2 separate regions of the Oryctolagus cuniculus genome follow, and region 2 is linked to region 1. Evidence: chromatin contacts called from public Hi-C data. All regions are on one chromosome and are shown on one strand. Each heading gives the region's core, a stretch centred on a gene start, on an enhancer-like site or on the middle of the called end of the contact. The rest is flanking DNA. Distances are from core to core; before and after follow the strand shown.

The links. Hi-C and Micro-C count contacts between places; a contact is called where the count stands out from the background.
Region 2: a Hi-C map of psoas muscle shows a contact between it and region 1, with 4 times the contacts expected there. The contact joins the enhancer-like site here to the promoter of VRTN in region 1. A contact is called at or near these places in 6 of 6 Hi-C or Micro-C datasets (ear pinna, embryonic fibroblasts, liver and 3 more).

What each region holds. Positions count from the first base shown.
Region 1 is chr20:20,480,374-20,484,616 of mOryCun1.1, forward strand. VRTN (vertebrae development associated) reads left to right here and starts at 2,507. Exons shown (of 1, transcript XM_002719650.4): 1 at 2,507-4,243. The coding sequence starts at 2,507.
Region 2 is chr20:20,572,578-20,576,820 of mOryCun1.1, forward strand. No RefSeq gene overlaps it. Among named protein-coding and RNA genes, the nearest start is that of NPC2, 13 kb to the right of the region's middle. Within about 2 kb of position 2,349, at least 2 of the 8 cell types and tissues checked have an H3K27ac peak or open chromatin away from gene starts, as enhancers often do.

The sequences.
Region 1 (4,243 bases), core at 1,257-3,756:
CAGCACACCGGGTTCTAGTCCCGGTCGGGGCGCCGGATTCTGTCCCGGTTGCCCCTCTTCCAGGCCAGCTCTCTGCTGTGGCCAGGGAGTGCAGTGGAGGATGGCCCAGGTGCTGCTTGGGCCCTGCACCCCATGGGAGACCAGGAAAAGCACCTGGCTCCTGCCTTTGGATCAGCGCAGTGCGCCGGCCGCAGCGCGCTGGCCGCGGCGGCCATTGGAGGGTGAACCAATGGCAAAGGAAGACCTTTCTCTCTGTCTCTCTCTCTCACTGTCCACTCTGCCTGTCAAAAAAAGCTCAACATTTGTCAATGGCAGCAAATACTTGTTTTTCTTGAAGTGACAGGTTTAGCTCATTCCTTTCTGAGAGAAGACCTGCCAAACAGACACAGGTGCACAAGTGTTTGTCAGCCTTTCTTTCAAGTAAACGCGCTATTCCATGCCAAGAGCAGCTGACTCATCACCGCCCAGACAGCTGTCCAGTGAGGACGACCTCCTGCTCCTGAGTACTGCACATTCGGTCGCTCTCAATGCTGGAAAGGCGTCCTGTGGCCGGTGCTGAGGCATAGCGGGTAAAGCTGGTGCCTTCAGTGCGAGTCCCGGCTGCTCCACCTCCACTCTGATCCAGCTCTCTGCTATGGCCTGGGAAAGCAGTAGAAGATGGCCCAAGTGCTTGGGCCCCTGCCACCTGCATGGGAGACTTGGAAGAAGCTTCAGATCGGCCCAACTCCAGCAGTAATGGCCATTTGGGAAGTGAACCAGCAGATGGAAGATCTCTATCTCTCTGCCTCTCTGGAACTCTGCCTTTCAAATAAATAAATCTTAAAAAAAAAAAAAAAGACATGCATCTCGGGGTCCTGTTGTAATGAGACTCATCTTCTGCTTCACTAAGGACATTTCAAAAGAATGTTTATTTTCACATACTTGAAAGGCAGAGCAAGAGAGAAGAGAGAGGGAGAACTTCCTAGCTGATATTTCACTTCCCAAATGCCTACATCAGCCAGGAGCCCCAGACTCCATCCCGGTCTCCCACGTGGGTGGCAGGGGCCCAAGCACTCGAGAGCCCGTCACCTGCTGCCTCCCAGGATGCCTAAGCAGGTGGCTGGATCAGAGGTGGAGGAGCTGGCACTTGAACGCACCAGCCGATATGGGATGCTGGCTTTGCAAGTGGTGGTTAAACCTGCTGCACCACAATCCTACCCCTCAAGGCAATCCTTAAGCAAAACCTTTTGAAAAGTTTTTTTTTTTTTTTTTTTTTTTTTTTTTTTTTTTTTTACTACATGGTGAAGAGCATAATGACTTCTGGTACAGTGTGATATCACTGTTACTTAGTTTTACTAAACACTAAGGTGCTGGGAAAACACAAATATCTCGCTGTTAAATTACATATCGACACATAGCTTATTATGTCTTCCTATTAGGAAAATGGCTAAGTTGCAGGTTCCCTGAGGAAGCCGCAGAACACTTGAGGGCTGTGGACCACACTTTGACAGTCATGTTTTAACAAGTACAGAGCTTGTACAGCTATGCAATGCAGTGCGCGGGGTGCTAGGGCACATGTGTTACAACAGATAACACTGACCCCCTGTACCACGTTGCTATGTGCTGGGCCGTGTTCTCTTTTAAAGATTTATTTTATTTATTTGAAAGGCAGAGTTACAGAGAGACAGAGAGAGGTCTTCCATCTGCTGGTTTGCTCCCCAAATAGTGGTAAGGGCGGGGACGGGCCAGGCTGATGCCAGGAGCCTCTTCCAGGTGTCCCATATGGGTGCAGGGGTCCAAGTATTTGAACCATCTTCCGCTGCTTTTCCAGACACATGGGAAATAGAGCACCTGGGACTTGAACCGGCACATTTATGGGAATGCTGGCACTGCAGGCGGCTGCTTTACCCACTATGCCACAGTACCAGCCCCAGGCCAATGCTCTAAGGATAGGTAAAAGTGTGTGTCTCGGGGCTGGTGCGGTTGCACAATGGGTTAAAGCCCCAACCTGCAGTGCCAGCATCCCATAGGGGCACCAGGTCAGAGTCTCAGTGCTCCCAGCTTTGGATTGGCTCAGCTCCAGCTGTTGTGGCCATTTGAGGAGTGAACCCAGTGGATGGGAGACCTCTCTGTCTGTACCTCTCTCTGTAACTCTCTTTCAAATAAATAGATCTTAAAAAAAAAAAAAAAAAAGTCTCTCTCCCTCTATCTCCAGCCTTTACTTTCTCAGTCTCCGTTACACCCACAACAACGCTACAAGATGCCTTTGCTATCATTCCCATTTTCCAGGACAGGTCCCAGAAGCACAGAGCAGTTGAGTGAGTTGCCCGAGTTGGCCATGTGCGTGTGAGTCAGGACGCTGTCCTCGCTCAGCACCACTGAGAGGGTAAACAGACCCGAGGAGGCCGCTGGCCAGCATCCGCCCTGCGGCAGTGGCAGCAGGTGGAGAAAGCACAGGTGTGGGCAGGTCCCCCTTGCTGGGTGCCACGTGCGTCCCTTGTCCTGACCTCTTGTCCTCCCTGGCAGGATGGCTTCCCGGGAGCAGCTGGTGCAGCAGGTGCTGGGGGAGCTGCAGGAGGCGGTGGAGTCTGAGGGCCTGGAGGGTCTCGTCGGGGCCGCCCTCGAGGCCAAGCAAGTCCTGGCTTCCTTCACCCTCCCCAGCTGCCGGAAGGGGGCCCCGGGGCTCCAAGTGCTGGAGGTGGACTCGGTGGCCCTGAGCCTGTACCCGGAGGACGCTCCCCAGAACATGCTGCCGCTGGTGTGCAAGGGCGAGGGCAGCCTGCTGTTCGAGGCGGCCAGCATGCTGCTGTGGGGCGACGCCGGCCTCAGCCTGGAGCTGCGGGCCCGCACCGTGGTGGAGATGTTGTTGCACCGGCACTACTACCTCCAGGGCATGATCGACTCCAAGGTCATGCTGCAGGCCGTGCGCTACTCGCTGTGCTCCGAGGAGTCCCCGGAGATGACCAGCCTGCCGTCTGCCACCCTCGAGGCCATCTTCGACGCCGACGTCAAGGCCACCTGCTTCCCCAGCAGCTTCTCCAACGTGTGGCACCTGTACGCCCTGGCCTCGGTGCTGCAGCGCAACATCTACTCCATCTACCCGATGCGCAACCTCAAGATCCGGCCCTACTTTAACCGCGTCATCCGGCCACGCCGCTGCGACCACGTGCCCTCCACGCTGCACATCCTGTGGGCCGGCCAGCCCCTCACCAGCCACCTCTTCCGCCACCAGTACTTTGCCCCCGTGGTGGGGCTGGAGGAGGTGGAGGCGGAAGGGGCTCCCGGCCTGATCCCGGGGCCTCCGGCCCTGGCGCCCCTGCCACCGCCTCCGCCACCGCCGGCCAAGACCCTGGAGCTGCTCAACCGGGAGCCGGGCCTCAGCTACTCCCACCTGTGCGAGCGCTACAGCGTCACCAAGAGCACCTTCTACCGCTGGCGGCGGCAGTCGCAGGAGCACCGGCAGAAGGTGGCGGCCCGCTTCTCGGCCAAGCACTTCCTGCAGGACAGCTTGCACCGTGGGGGCGTCGTGCCGCTGCAGCAGTTTCTACAGAGGTTCCCCGAGATCTCGCGCTCCACCTACTATGCCTGGAAGCACGAGCTGCTGGGCTCCGGGCAGGCCCCGGAGAAGCCCCCGCCGCAGGAGCAGGTGGCCGAGGGGCCAGGGTGCTCCCCGCTGGCGGCGCCCAGCCCGGGCGTGGTCCTGATGCAGCGGGCCAAGATGTACCTGGAGCACTGTATCTCCCTGAATACGCTGGTGCCCTACCGCTGCTTCAAACGCAGGTTCCCCGGCATCTCGCGCTCCACCTACTACAACTGGAGGCGCAAGGCCCTCCGCAGGAACCCGGGCTTCAAGCCGGCCCCTGCCCTAGCGGCTGCGGGTGCTCCCCAGGCGGCGTCTACTGGGGAACAGGTCCAGCTCCCAGGGAGGGGTGAGGGTGGAGGAGGGGTAGAGAAAGCGAGTGGGGGTCCCGCCGTCTCCCGGGAGCTCCTGCCACCCAAGATGCCCCTGTCTCAATGGCAGAGACGCCTGCGCCGCGCTGCCCGCAAGCAGGTACTCAGTGGGCACCTCCCCTTCTGTCGCTTTCGCCTCCGCTACCCCAGCCTGTCGCCCTCCACCTTTTGGGTCTGGAAGAGTCTTGCCCGGGGGTGGCCCGGAGGCCTGTCCAAGCATCGCCTGCCAGTCCCCTCGGCCGGCAGAGCCGAGCAGGAGCCCACCGACAAGCAGGAGAAGGAAGCTCGCGGGAGCGCGACAGCCGTGGTGGTC
Region 2 (4,243 bases), core at 1,099-3,598, 92 kb after region 1:
CATCTCCACTGTCAAGGTATTTGCAGACTGGCGGGAAAGTAAGCTGACCCACGAAAGTCATCCACGAAGAGGCGTGGTTCAGGGTGGTAAGGAGAGGGCTGGCACCTGGCTCACTGAAGGCAAACCGGAGTGCGGCATCAGGGCGCCAGTGTCTAGAAAGGGGCCTGGAGTTAAATTTGGAAGACAGATACATGGCATACGCCCGCAACTCCGGGCCTCTGAGCTATTTCCAGGGCTGCGACCTTCCTCTCTTAGGTGGGATGGTGGTAATACTTTCCCATGTCGTCTCTAGGACTTTCCTGAGCTGGGTCTTCTTATCTATTCCCATCTCCTGTTTTACAGTTGAGGAGCCCGGGCCTCCAGCGGTTCAGTAATTTATCCGAAGTCTATCAGCTGGAAAAAGTTGGCAGGGAGACATAAACCCAGATGTCATCTGGTGCAGCGTGGAAGACACCACTTGGGATGCCTGCATCTCCTATCAGAGTGTCTCGTGCAAGTGCCGGCTCCATTTCTTTCTTTCTTTTTCTTTTTTAAAGATTTATTTATTTGTTTGAAAGTCAGAGTTACACAGAGAGAGGAGAGGCAAAGAGAGAGGTCTTCTATCTGACGGTTCACTCCCCAATTGGCTGCAACGGCCGGAGCTGCGCTGATCCGAAGCCAGGAGCCAGGAGCTTCTTCTGGGTCTCCCACGCAGGTGCAGGGGCACAAGGACTTGGGCCATCTTCTACTGCTTTCCCAGGTCTTAGCAGAGAGCTGGATCAGAAGTGGAGCAGCTGGGACTAGAACTGGCGCCCATATGGGATGGCCTGGCTTCAGGCCAGGGCGTTAACCCGCTGCGCCACAGCACTGAAGTGCCGGCTCCATTTCTGACCCAGCAGCCTGCTCACGTGCACGCTGGGAGGAAGCAGGTGATGGCTCAAGTAACTTGGGTCCTTGACACCCATGTGAGAGACCTGGATGGAGTTCTTAGCTGGCGAGCATTTGGGGAGCGACCCAGATGATGGAAGATCCGCTCCCCCCAATTTTCAGAGCAAATGAAAATACATAAAAATTTAAAAACTGGAAATTTTCCCTTAAGAAATGGAAATGCTGTCGAACTCAAGAAACTGCCGCTGCTTCCCTGAAGGAACCTCTCCCCCACAGAGCCCAGGCAAACGCAGTGCACACTGGGTGCCACCCTCTCTTGGGTGCCAGGCTCCCAGATTCTAAAGCTCCATGGTAGGGGCTGAGACCAATCCCTGCCGGCGGGAGAAGGCAAAGTTAGGAGACGAGATCAACACCACACATCTGAGGGTTCTGCAGGATCAGGCCAAAATCTCGTGGGCCCAACGTCTCTGAGGTGGCCTTGAGATCCAGGGTCTTGGCCTTGGTCTCAATCCCAAGCTCCTCTGGCCTCGTTGCAAACAGCCAAGGGTTGCTGTTTCCCTTTGCCAGTCTCAAGGAATCACAAGCTGTCGGTCCTGGGAGAGGCTTTAGGGATGATCTAGCCTGACCCCCTGGTTTATTATAGGCTACATATTAACAGAGGCTAAGGGCAGAGCCACTGGGAAGTGTTCTGTTTGTTTCTGTGAAAGATCTCCCCACTGAACAGCCGACATATGCATGATTTCCCTGGCTGCAAGCTATGGGAGAGACTCTCACAGCCCTCGTGCATGCACACGGGGGATCTCCGTCAACCCTCGTCCTTGGTGTTTTGATCTACCTGCAGTCCCGCTTTGGCTGCGAGGGCGATATGGGTGGGGAGGGGGTGTAGACAGCAGAGCCGTGCGTTTCCCTAATGCCGAACACAGACACTGTTGCGGCTGGCCTGCGCCTCTGCTCGCCGACCTGGTACGTCAGCCTCTCTGCCATGCTGGAAGCCAGCAGCCACACATTTGTCTGCCAAGCGCCTTATGGGCCTGACCCGCTGGCAGTGGGAGCTAAGCTGATCCTTTCACCTGCTGGCTGCTTGTCTGGCACACACGGTTTGTGGAGAAGGGGCCTGCCGGGGAGGAGCTGAGTTTCCCTCCCAGAGCCCCTGCACGTGAGGGTAGTGGTGCTGTCATGCCAGGTCCGCTCTTGGATCTCATGCCCTTCCTGTCCATGTGGAACAGCAAACATCTGTGCTTGGGGCCTACCACGGGGCAGTGGGCAGAGAACAGGCAGGGAACGCCTGTGGAAAGTAGAGGCAGCTGGGCCCACTCCCCCACCCTCTGTTGGGACCCTAGAGCCACCTATGCAGCCCATCCCCTGGGCTCCTCCCATCCTTCTGCCCCCCCACCCCCTTTTTAGGACTCAAACCCCTGGTTTAGACAGCATGGTAGGTTCCCATAGCAATGGGCCTTTCAGCTGTTTCCATGGCAACCAACACCCAGACCATTTAGTTGCTAGTCAACTGACAGCTGTAAGTGAATCCTATTCAGTTTAGAAGCTGAGGGGTAGGTCAGGGATTCTCTTCCGAGATAAAGACACAACCACCCCAAACGACTCAGCTCCCCTAAACAGGTACATTCGCCGCCCCCACCCGGAGGTGCAGAGCCACTTTCTACTTTGGGGCGCATGCCACTGGTCCCACACCGCCTTCCCAACTCACAGGTTCCTCAGCTGGGCACTCCAGGCCTTCTCACGGGGTGCTCCCCACTCCCTGTGTCCTGTTCTGTCTGCTGCCCAGAGGGTCCCTGGGACTGTCACCCAGGTGCCTTCCGTGCACACGACTCCGTTCCCTTCCTAAGCACCACGGCCTGGCGCTCATAGCAGCCGATCACTGACGCACTGTGCACCTCCGGGTTACCCGGAGTGAATGGCTAACCCATTCTTCGTCAGCCTCAGCTTTGCCAAGTCGCCCTTCCTATGCCCAGGGCCACCTCGGAGAACTGTCCGTTTTATCAGCTCACTCAAGGCATAATCCAGCTGTTTCTTTCTTTTTTTTTTTTTAAATCAACTAAGATTTCAAAAGCCAACATGCAGGATTTGGAATTACTCTATGCTGTTGCTTTCTGTTAGATGAAGAGAGGACTGACCACCAGGCCTCACCCTTGACCTCGCACCCTGGGGACTTGAGGGGTTTGGCTCCCTTCATTCTGTAAGCAGGAGTGGTGCTCGTCTTCTTTTTTAATACTGCTACAGCCTGGGAGTCTGGGATTTAACTGCCTTGGAATTCATGCAAGAGAGTTGAGTCTAAGCCTCCGAGGTTTGCTCAGGGACTAGAAGAGCAGGAGACGGGCATGGGAAAGAGCACTGCTTACTTTAGAGACCTAAGACCCCATGCTCCCAAGTGTTGTAATGACTGTGAACTGTTTGTGGAGGGCGACCTTTCAAACTAATCCACCCCCGCCCAGAGCCCTAGCTGGCTCACTGCTGCAGCCGCGGAGTCTCCCGAAAGCCAGGGAATGGTCACAAGCTGTCCTGGCCGGAGGGCAGTGGAACTACTCGTCCCCTCTGCAGGTAGCCTGTGAGGCACGGGAGCATGGAATGAGGGTGGGTGGCTGTTAGCCTCAAAGCAGGTAGCCAGGAGGAATCCTGTGGGATAGGGAGATAGCAGGCACGCACACGAGAGCTGAGCTAGAATTTTCTAGGCCCTGTAGGAAGTTCCTGTGCACAGAGAATTACCCCATTTTTGGGAGGAGACATCATCACACGGGAGATTGAATTTTCTGATTGCCCAACTGTTTCTAGACAAAGAACAGAGTCTGTCTCCTAGAACAATGGCCAGCAGTCACAGAGTGTGCGTTCCACGCCAGGGGTCATTCCAAGTGTTTTACGTGCCTCATTTCATTTAATCTGCACCACCTCACTATTACTCTCCCTGGCTGACAACTAAGGGCACCCAAGTAGAAGTTCCAAGGGGTCTGAAGCCAGAAACCACAGCAGTTAACCCCTTTAGGATTCACACCTCCGGCCTGCCTGGGGGGACAGGGCGGGCTGTCCCTTAGACTCAATGAGATAGAAAACACAAGAGACCTCAGCTAGTAGTGGGTGAATGGCGCCAGAATCGACCATCAAGGCTTTGCTGTGGATAACTTTTTACCTGGAGCTTTCCTGCCCCCTGATGGTTCTCCTGGGAAACTCACAGGCCTGAGAAACAAGGGTTTAGTGAAGTGACGGTGACGAAAACAACTGTAAGTGCCTTGTATGAATTAAGACGTTCTTGGTTTCTGCTCTAACGAGAGAGGAACTTCCAAGATCCATGTCATTCAACTCAATTATCAACAGGGTTGCAATCCCTGTGCCAAAAATCTGATTGCTAGTATGCGGCTTCAATGTG